Linked DNA regions of Gasterosteus aculeatus: region 1 is linked to region 2. Evidence: chromatin contacts called from public Hi-C data. All regions are on one chromosome and are shown on one strand. The core of a region is the stretch at or near the end of the contact, and the rest is flanking DNA. Distances in the headings are between cores, read along the strand shown. Region 1 overlaps lekr1 (Leucine-, glutamate- and lysine-rich protein 1). Region 2 holds the start of tiparp (TCDD-inducible poly(ADP-ribose) polymerase).

Region 1 (5,199 bases), core at 1,040-3,539, 71 kb before region 2:
AGAAACGATCCGGTTAACTCAGTTAGCCACGTACGAGCTTCTTCTAAAATATAATTCATGATTTGTGTACTAAAATACACTAAAAACAGACAGTAAACATAATTTAACATTATAATGTGTTTTAGATTGTGAGGTTATGATAATCAACAGGACGTTGGCACCATTTTCGATCAATCCCGATGTGTGTCCGCCTTAATGATGCAGTTCAATAGCCAATGACAATAGAAAAGTGCTTCTTCTTATGTTTTAATGGATTAATCCCAATAATGGTACTGGGAAAGAAACACTTGAGAAATGCTTTTCATTCCCACATCGATGCTGCCTACAACCAAGCGGTTTACTAGGTCACGCTGGTCCTGCGGGTGCTGCAGGTCGAGTCCTTGCTGTTCAATAAATCCAAAAAGCTCCCAAAACAGCCAAAAGACAAAGGCTTTGTGGGGGTGTCTGACCGGTCCGCATGGCCGACGGGGTTAGCAGCGTGGGTAGTGAAGCGTGTCAAAGAAGCGCGATGTGTTTGCATCTGTGAGCGTGTGTGTGTGTGTGTGTTGAGAGTCGGTCTGAGCGTAACGCGAGGCACAGTGGCTGTGAGTCTGGACAGCTTTCAAACACAGCAATGTCAGCGTGACACTTTCCCTCCTACGAGTGTTTTCTTGGGGTTTTTTTCTCTCTCTGTCTCTCACTCATTGTCTTCTCCTCCTTCATCCATCTCTTCAGCACCTCTCTCCTCCCAGTCTTTCCTCATCTATTTTTTCCTCTCTTTCTATGGCTTTGTTTTTATCTCTCCTCTCTTTGGCCTCGCTCCCTCTTGCTCTCTCCTCGTCTCTCTGCAGGAAGAGGGAAGTGTAGGAGGTCCTTCTCAAAGCGGCAATACAGCGATAATTGCTCTGTGGTCACTGTGACATGACAAGGTTCGCATGGGTAAGGCAACACGCGCACACTCACACAGAGAGGCACCGAAAACTCACAATAATAATACCAAACACACAATAACACAAGCAGAAAGACACACAGGCAGCACAGAAATGGTGCTATAAATACTAGATGGAGGAGAAAGACTTTGTAATACAAAAGCAAACCACAATCTGACCGACTTTCTCCGCATTGCTTCTATTAGCGTCACCGTGCTTACACAACAACGCACAGCGTAACACATGCATGTAAATATCACGGTACTTAATTCCAGTATTGTTGGTGGGAAGGTTGTGACAAATCACCAACACAATAAATGCCAATTTTCTTTTGTTAACATTATAATTTTACAGAGCCTGGTTTTGAAAAAACAAAAATGTTGCTGCTTTTGTGGGGTTAGCATTTAAAATCAGATGCTTACAGTGTGCCATGGAATCAATCTTTTTTTATTGAGTCATTTATCGCTTTCAGTGCCAACAAAGATGTGCAATCTCCAAGAAAAATGCATTTAGGTAATACTGGAAGTGAAAATCTCTCAGTATTACATCAACTGTGAAAAGAAATATTTTTCTATATTTTTTGTCGAGACTCATTATGATTTTTTTCTATCACCACAGTTTTGTTAAATTAGAAAAGGAGCTTTCATATAACTGGCCAGTTATTCATTAGAAAATATATTACTGTGAATTGGTTTGAGGTAACAGTAGATCACAGTAACACACTGCTGCGTCCTGCATCAGTTCTACATTAATAATCGCACTTTAATAACATTCACAGTAATTGGTTACACACTCTCACCTCAACCGACAAAAGCACAGACACACCCAGTGCCTCCAGATACGCTGGTATTTACAGTGCAAGAGGCCATTTATAAGGTGAAAAGTATTAATTAAAGTGTAACATCAAAGAACATGTGACTCTCCAGGGTGTTAATTACAACCACCTTTACAGTTGACTATTAACACACACAGTTTGTGGTTTAGAAGCTGGTATTAATTTTACTATGCAAAAGACACTCCGAAAAATGTTTGTGGTGCCCAACCCCTTAAGATATTTTATTATAAAGTTCTGCAGCTGTTCGATTCGATGTTCCTACGTCAGAGAATACGTCTATTTCTAATGCAGGTAATAAATCTTTGGATGATTTATAAATGTTGCGATAAATCATTTACATAAAAGCTCTCCCCATAAACAGTTTATAGTGTATGACAGAGTGCCGTCCTGCTACTGTTTGTCTGTTAGCCGTGTAGTATGACGTAGTATTGACGTACCTCCTGGCGAACAGACAGAGCGTTAAACACAGATGGGGACAGACAGACGAGGGGACAGTGCTGCACGGGCGGGAGATGGAAAGGAAAACTGTCTTCTGAGAACACAATTGATGTCATCATACTGCTGCTGTCACTATCAACACACACACACATACGGGGAAATAGACACCATGTAGTGTAAGGAAAGCCCGGGGCGTTGGCAGATGGCTGCGGTTCAGCGATCGGTGAAATACAAAAACACACACACACAGATCCATACAACCTTAGACACACTTATTCTGCTCTTTTAACTTTCGATATCTCTGTCAACCCTCTTTTTCCAAAGTGTTGGCTGAAAACTCCCATCCCCCTGAAATCTAGTTGTCTGTAAGCCAGCTGCTGACATCTGCACAAAACGATCAGGGATAAATGATGTTGTCATCTCCATCTGCCCTCGGTGCTTCCCCCCCCCCTCCTTGCTCTCTGTAAAATTCCACAGCCCTTGAGGGTTCTCTAGTTTCCACCCTCTTCTTCTCTACCTAAGCATACCACATTTGTCTGTTCCCATTAGGCAACCTCTTTATGTTTCTCAGCATCCCGCCACCCCTCCCCCCCGTCCTTATTTTTCTGCTTGCCAGAACGCTGGCAAACAGGTAGCACGGTGTGACTGTGGGCTCACGCCCATATCGGCCTGCAGTCTGATACACAGGTGACTGGCTAAGGTGTGTGTGTGTGTGTGTGTGTGTTTTGTGGAGGCCTGCAAATCAGCCCAAGGAGACTGAAAGGTTCTCACACACGATTAGGCTCATTTCCACGGACTAGTGGCTTCTAAGAAAAACTGTCAAAGGCAACTCTAAGAAAAAAGCAGGAGTACGCTTCATTTTACAAATCATCCAACTGAATAAGACACATGCAACAATTATTACAGACCCGGTACAGCAAATACCTGAATTCATCCATAAAATAATAAATAAAAGTCAGGGGCACAGTAAAAGTGACTGGAGAACAAACAGTAAGCGCAGCAGGAAAACCCGGTCCTACTCTCTCGGACCGGCTTTACCCTTGATGTTGGCGTAGCCAACAAACTACAAACTCACAAACTATCCAGGCATTGGGAGGAACACGACACAGCTTATTTGTTCCAGTAGTCTAAAAGTAAGCTACCTGGTCTAAACATATCAGAGGGCGTAGCAAAGAAACTAACAGACACTTAGTTGTTCTTATATCTGCTACAATATTTCCACTCAATGCTCTGCACAAGCTGGAGCGAATCTAGTCTAGTTTCTAAAAAAGCATTTTTTTCACTTAGATAATAAAACTTTAAAGCGTTATTTAATTCACATCCTAATCTACAATGTGTTTGTGCAACAAACTGTTATTTTGGGAGACAATACACACTATGCTAGACAACTAAATGTAGAACACAGCATAGCGTGCAGTTTAACACAACCCCTAATTCAGGTTTCTGAGTTTGCAACTTTATATGCATTGCTTACATGCATGCGTGCGTGTGAGTGTTTGTGTGCGCATTCCTGGGTGTGTTTATTGCATGTGTTGGTTCGTGCAGCAGCTGCCTGTCATGCTCACGTCACTGAACAAACACTTCACTTCACACGGCATCAATACCAACAGCAGACTGCTTTTATTTATCTTCCCCTTCCTCTATCAAATTCTCCCTTGATCCACCCCCAACTCCCTCCACACACACACACACACGCACGCACACACACCCTTGGCAGCCGTTTGGAACGTGCAGAAAAGAGAGACGTGCTGAAAGACCCAACCATGAGGTTAGCTGGAGGTTAGCTCTCCTTCTGGTATTTACTGTCAATGATAAACACACACACACACACACACACACACACACACACAGACAAACACACACACGCACCCAGTAGCTCTTGCTTTTCTCTTTAAGATGTATGGTCAGTTTCATCAGTTTAGAGGTATTACACAGGCCTCCACCCATAAACACACACACACACACACATACACACACACTCCTTCCCTACAAAATTATTTTTATATTTGGTGAGTGACTGTAAACTAAATTGTAAATATACACACACACACATTACAATCCTATGCTGTGGGTGCTGCCCGCAGCCCTAAAAGAGTCCATACAGCATTTAAACTAATATTAACTCCTGCCGATGCATGTTTGCTCAACCCTCTCTCCGCCTTTATTGCAATACGTCTCCATCAGGTCCGCTCCAGCTATGATTAACATACACTCTCTTTCTTGCTCAACCACCATCCTACACCGTCTAAACCTCTGTCTGTTTATACCTCCTTCAGAGGGGAAGCTTCAGTTGCTCCGTGTGAGAGAGCGTGTATATCTGCGGTGTGTATATTTATGTGTTACCTGAGAACGCCTGTGTGCTGTGCTGCAGTATCTGAGATCTGCAGGCCTGCCAGACGGCGATTAGCTGGCTGAGGAAACCTCGTACAGCGGCGAGTTCCCCGCCGGAGGATCGGAGCACGCAGAGAGCCGCTCGAAAGGGCTTCCTGCTGCCGCACACACGCCCCTCTGACACGCACACAAACACACAAGCATTTCATCATTTGGTCTCGATAAATGGGCCGTTCTTCATTGCTGTGTCAGGGATGCCAAGAACAAATAAAACATTTTATGGGAGTTGCGTAAATATTTAGACAGTACAGCTAATAGCTGTTAACGAGTGCAGTCAAAAGTGTGTATAAAGGCAACATTAGCCGTTAAAGGTGTGGCTAAGAAAGTTAGAATCCCAAAGTGCAATTCTTTGAGCCAATCTCTCTGTGGTTGCTGCTCCCTGCTGCAAATATGTGTAACTGTGGGCCTCTAAGCAGAGCGCTTCTGAGAAAGAGCACACAGTGTCCCGTGAAAACACACCCTCAATATATTGTGAGGTTTTTAAATTCCTCTGTAAATATTGTTAAAACTCACAGCCACACGGAAGACAAAGCGAGATCAGCAAGCTCATTGAACATTATTCAATAATTATTTATATGTAGTTACACAATTCAACGTGTCATCACCAGAAAAGCAGCAAATATAGGA
Region 2 (5,575 bases), core at 1,179-3,678:
ATATATAATCGGACCGCATTGGACACTTCGCCTTTTGCTTTTTTTTTTTTTTTTTTTACTTTGTGCTCTCACTAACGTCATACGTGTAATTACAGCCGCGTCGCCGAGCCGCAGCGATACGATCGCCGCGGGGACGAACCCCCTCTGCGCCTCCCGGGACAGAGTATTTTGATCACGGGAGTCCGATACGCGGCCGCTGCCGTCTACGTGCCGCTTTCACATCGCTGCGTGAGCAACTTTGCACGTAGGCTACTGTCGACACACACAGACACACAAAAACCACACACACACACACACACACACACACACACACACACACACACACACACACACACAAGGCACTGCGGCGGAGCGCCGACAAAAGAAACACGGCGAGCAGCCCGGAGCTTCATCCCACCGCGCAACAAAAGCTCGCCCGACAGACGCTTTCTTCGACGGACTCTGCGGAGCTTATACCCGTAAAAAAAAACGACCGGAGTCGGGAGTCGGGACTGCGGGGACGGGGTAGAGGTTGGAAGGGGGGGTCGTAACAGTAAAACCCCGGTGGTGGAGGTCGTAGCAGTAAAACCCCAACGGCAATTAGCACAATGAGAAGACAAAAACCAGTACCTGCGCGATAAAGTCCGCCCCTCTCCCCCTGGTCTCGACACTCTTTGGTGGGTAAAATCCAGTGCGTACATCGGCGGAGCTCCGTACCCGGTCCGGGGGATTTTTTATTTTTATTATCCGTGCGTGGACCGGACCGTGGTCCGGTTAGGTCTCCTCGTGTTCTTCCGCTGGCCCCGTCGCTCTCATGCTCCGTCTCCACCGCGCGCCGTCCGTCCCTCTCTTTGTATCCTGCTCGGCGGATAGTGCAGAAGGCGCAGGCGAGGAGCAGAGACCGACAAAGGGCGAAGCACAGCTGTGGCGAAGCTCTGCCTGCCTCCCGGCTCCGCGCCGCCAGGCCCCGCCCCGTAACCTGGTCACAGGCGGGGCTTCGCTTCACAGAGGGGGGCGGGGCGGGGGGGGGGGGGTGTCTGGTGGTAATCGGAGGGACGCTGCATGGGGGTGGCGGTGACCCCCTTCTGGGGTCTTCGCCGAGCCCCGGAAGTAGGGATTAAAGACGAGAAATGTCATTATTATACAACTATAAAGGCAGACCAGCCGGGAATAGTCATAAAGCGGATTAAATCAACAGTTTTCTTTTTATAATATCGCGGGATTATTTTCTGATAAAGTGACCCTTTTGTCAGTGTGCAGTTGACACACTTTCGAAAAAAAAAAAAAAAAACATCCACGGGTTTTCCCTTTGAGCTCAATTAAATGGGATGTCGTGACCAAAGACCCCTCAAGGACGGGTTCATGTGATTAGGGAGCTTAATAATGCAACACGGTTTCGAGGCCTACTCTCCAGGCGGCCTAGTTTTGGGGGCCGCAGTGGGCAGCTGCTTTTTGCTGGTTGGTAATTTGGACCTACTTAGTAAAAGTACAACGAAGCACTACTCTCCCACCAAATGGAGTGTTTTGTGAACTGAAAAACCCAAGTAGTCTATTTTGGGATATGATAAATAATTATTTCTTAAACATTAATGAAACAATGTGATACCGCGTAAAAAGGATGGCATTTGAGTACTATTAAAGATGTGCATTTTAATTTGGTTGTCGTAAGTTGGTAACACTTTTAGTGGTTTAAATAAAATCATGGTTAAAAAAACCTCTATGGCACTCTGTTTTTAAAGTCTTGAAATGCTTTTATTGTAATGACATGTTAGACCTTCCAGAAAACTCAAGGCGCAAACTCTGGCTCCCTTTGATGGCAAAGCGTGTCAGAGTTTGCTTTTAGGTCTAACATTACATTTCAATAAAGGCCTTTTAATTCTTTACAAAGAGAATGCCTGAGGCTTTTCTTGTGACTTTTGTGTTTCTGTGTATCTTTTTCCAAAGACCATCTCAACCAAGTCTACTTGACTTTATGAGGCGCTCCTCCCCCCCCAAAAAAATCCCTTGTTAGTTAAATCTTAATCTACAATTTCACTACATATCACAGAGTAAAAAGTAGAAAAGGCTTGGGAAACCGAAGATAAAGAAACACCTTAAAATGTACGGTAAATACTCATAGGACGTTTGAGTGTCAGTACAGTGGTTATAATCCTAGAAATGGAGTGTAATAATCCGCCTTACATATGAGTCCATTAGTGCACAATGTGTTAACTCACGTAGTGAAACATTTGGATGGATCACAGCAGATCATTTCATGTGAGACTTGTTGAAACATTATCATAATTTCACCAAAAGCAGAAAGAGAATGAGTCATTTTCTCATTTATTGTCGTCTCAGCGTATTTACTGGACTGACTGCACGCTTAATCGGTGGCATTTCCATACGGAGGTGAACTGTTTACTGTCAGTACATTGAGTCAGCTCCTCTCTCCTCCCTGTTTTACCAGAAGTAGATTTAGGAACCTGCTGTGCTGCCTTCCGGCTCAAGTTTCGTTGTGTGCAGACAAGCCTGCTCAACCAAGCAGTTTCTAAAGAGAGGCATTTTCGAAAGGGCTCGTCTCCAAGCGCAAAATGCAAATCAACCGCGGATATGATACGTCAGGATTAAAAACAATTCAGGGCTTCTGGCACATTATGCTGCATGCGCTGTGTGGATGGTGTCATGACCTCATGCATTGTGACATCAGAGGAGGGGATTTAAAGGTAAGCCTGCTGTGACAGTCACAAGCTGTGCTCTATTATTCCCCTTCAACAAGATTTAGAGATAGATTTTTAGAATTGTTTCTCATAAGAACGCCTACGTCCAGAAACTCAATCAAATATTCAAGCCATTAGGGTTCAGTGTACAGCGTTTGTCTCTGTCATGATGGGGAAACAACAGTCGGATGAGACACTCAGTCTTGTATTTATTCCTATTGTTCTAGAAAGTGAAATAACAGGAAATTGAAGTCCCCCGCATTTCCCGCTGAGGATCCCTGTGGGAGCCACTATGGAGGAAACACCACATCTAATATGTTATTGATGAAATGATTTACCTATTAATCTCCCCTCTATATTCGTGCACCCACACCTCTTTAACATCTCTGCCCACTAACCCCCTAAACTTTAAGGACAAAGCTGAAAAAGGGAAAACAGCGGTGTGCCACAGCTGCAAACCATTTCACCACGCACAAGCCACCAAGCACATCTCTGTTTTTGATGTATTTATTTATCCATAGTACAGGCCACAGGCTGCGGATCAAGAGGTCAGAGATGAACAGAAACGTCTGCAACCATCGACCAGGGAAACGCGGTGCTGTCAAAGCAGTTCCAGCAAGGGTTAGTAATTGGGAAATTGCAGGCTTGCGGCTGAAGACAGGGGAGAGCTGACGTAGATGAGAGTAATTGCCTGGTTGCATACCGGCGGATCTCCAGCATTCCTCTCTGGCTGACATGCATAACGACGTCCTATTGTTCAAGTTTTGACTTGTCTCAGAGGACGCCCTATAAAAGAGACACTTGCCTGCCAACTTTAGCCTGCGTGTTGCCTTGCAGAAGTCACTGGCTGATCTCCACGCATGAAAGAACAAGTAGCGCGATGGGCATCTGGGAGGTGCTTTCATGAAGCATAATGGAAACATTATGGAAAAACTATCCAGCCCTCGTTGTAAAAATGTACTGATGCTTCAATCCGAGTGGGTGAATTTCTGCTCACGCCCTAAAAAGGAGGTCAAAGATCAAACCAGCCGGGAAGATGCCCGGAGGAGCAGGAACTTCACGCTAGTAACAGTGAACTTATTTGACAAACCAAAAGCACAAAGGTCATCCGGGTGGGTCTTTCTAATTGGCAGGTTAAGGGGCCGCGTCTCAGGCCGCACCCTCTGAACGTTATCTGTTCACATGACACAACTACTGGAGGCAGATCAGTTAACACTGGTGACGGGCCTTCAGCCTCGACACGCCTGTTTTACGCCCAAAATGGTTTCACAGCGTGCAGACAAAAAAAACATTTTATTGACGTAATTGGTGTCGGATGGGCTGTGGAACCCGTGGGTGCCATAGACGACGATGAAAGTCTTGTTGTATGATTATTGTCAGTCATTTAATCTCTTGAATCACGTGAATTTCATTCGGCTTTGGTGTTGTGTCGGATTTACAAGAGGAACGTAACACTTTACTTACACGTTATTTCCCTCAGTCAATTCTTTAACTAAATGTTGCTGCTTAACCTGCATTCAAGTACCATTTTGAATTTTGATGCAGTATGTGAACATTTTATGCATCTGAATACTGGCAGGTTTCACTGATAAAACAGATTGCGGTGTGAGTTAACTACTGAGACTATTGACTTTTTATGACTAAAGTTCCAGATATGTGTAACTTCCAACGCCCACAGCAGGTGCTTTATTTTGTGAGTCAGTGACACAGCATGTTCCATTCTTTCAGACTAAAACTGGTTCTGTGTCCATCTTATACCACCTTAGAGCTGTGCCAAGGCTTCACAAGTAATTCTTTTGTGCTAGAGATGAAACACCACAGAAATGAAAGACTATGAAATAGCCACATGGATACTGGGGGGGAACGCATTGGATAATACTATATTAGAGGTAGTTCTATAGTTATTAATTAATCCAGAACACAACAACAAGACGATAAAACAAGATATTAAGAGATTTGAACAGAGGCCAGTGGCATTGTGACAAAGTAGAAGGGCAAAACATTACAATAAAACACTGTTGCTTCCAATCAAAATCCTTTAATCATTGATTCATTGAAATCCACACACATCTTTTGAATATCACGCAACGTGAAGCGTTTTTACACAGCCAACAAATAAAATCTGAATGAATTTTGAATTTTGAATGAAACGGGTAGCATCACTAATGAGCCACCTGTAGCCCGCATGTACCTATAGATAAACCTAATGTACATAATCTATTCCTCTACCAACTTGTGTTCACGCTTTTCTGCATCATTTTCCTAAAGAAGACACATGAAAATAAATTGTTTTTGTGGGTCGGCTTTGATATATGAAGCACCCAGAACTATTTCAGGTGATCCCCGACAGTTGAAACGGTTGCGTACATTGTGTAACACTTGCACACATGCAAACGAGACAGAAAACACCAGCAAGCAAACTGAAAACAGTCTGTTATAAATATGCACATGAGGAGCAGAATGTTATTTGCCAAAAGGCACAGGGGGTGGATTCTTAATTAAAAGCAATGAATGGGATGCTAGGGGTCTGTTGTAGGGAACGCTCTGTGGTGCTGGTGGTACTAACCCATTATGAGGATCTCATCACGGGTGCAGTATGAAGTGGCAAACATAATTCATCACACATTCATCATCTATTGCACCTTCCCTCATTAGTAGTAGTTGGCACACTATTGTTTCAGTTTTCCAGACACAAACACATCATTATCCTCTCGTTCTGGATTACAACACACACAGACCACCTGTACTTTAGTGTCTCTCTGACAACAGTCTATACCCGTAAATAACTAGAAGAAGCTTTGACAAGTCTGATGGTAGAATGAGTGGAATCTTAAAACACATGTAGTGCATGTATGTTTGCGCATGAGGATTAGCAAATGAGTCTTTTGCTTCAAAAATCT

What was found. A called contact is a pair of places that touch in the nucleus more often than the background predicts.
Region 1: a Hi-C map of blood and trunk muscle shows a contact between it and region 2, with 3 times the contacts expected there. The contact joins the enhancer-like site here to the promoter of tiparp in region 2. A contact is called at or near these places in 3 of 6 Hi-C or Micro-C datasets (blood and trunk muscle, skeletal muscle and whole body).

Annotation. Positions count from the first base shown.
Region 1 is chr1:5,479,116-5,484,314 of fGasAcu3.hap1.1, reverse strand. All of the region lies in intron 4 of lekr1 (Leucine-, glutamate- and lysine-rich protein 1), which reads right to left. Among protein-coding and RNA genes, the nearest start is that of ccnl1a, 30 kb to the left of the region's middle. Within about 2 kb of position 2,289, at least 2 of the 9 cell types and tissues checked have open chromatin away from gene starts, as enhancers often do.
Region 2 is chr1:5,408,153-5,413,727 of fGasAcu3.hap1.1, reverse strand. It overlaps tiparp (TCDD-inducible poly(ADP-ribose) polymerase), which reads right to left and starts at 2,428. Exons shown (of 7, transcript XM_040179317.2): 1 at 610-2,428. LOC144411607 (a long non-coding RNA gene) reads left to right here and starts at 2,550. Exons shown (of 2, transcript XR_013468811.1): 1 at 2,550-2,681; 2 at 3,197-5,575.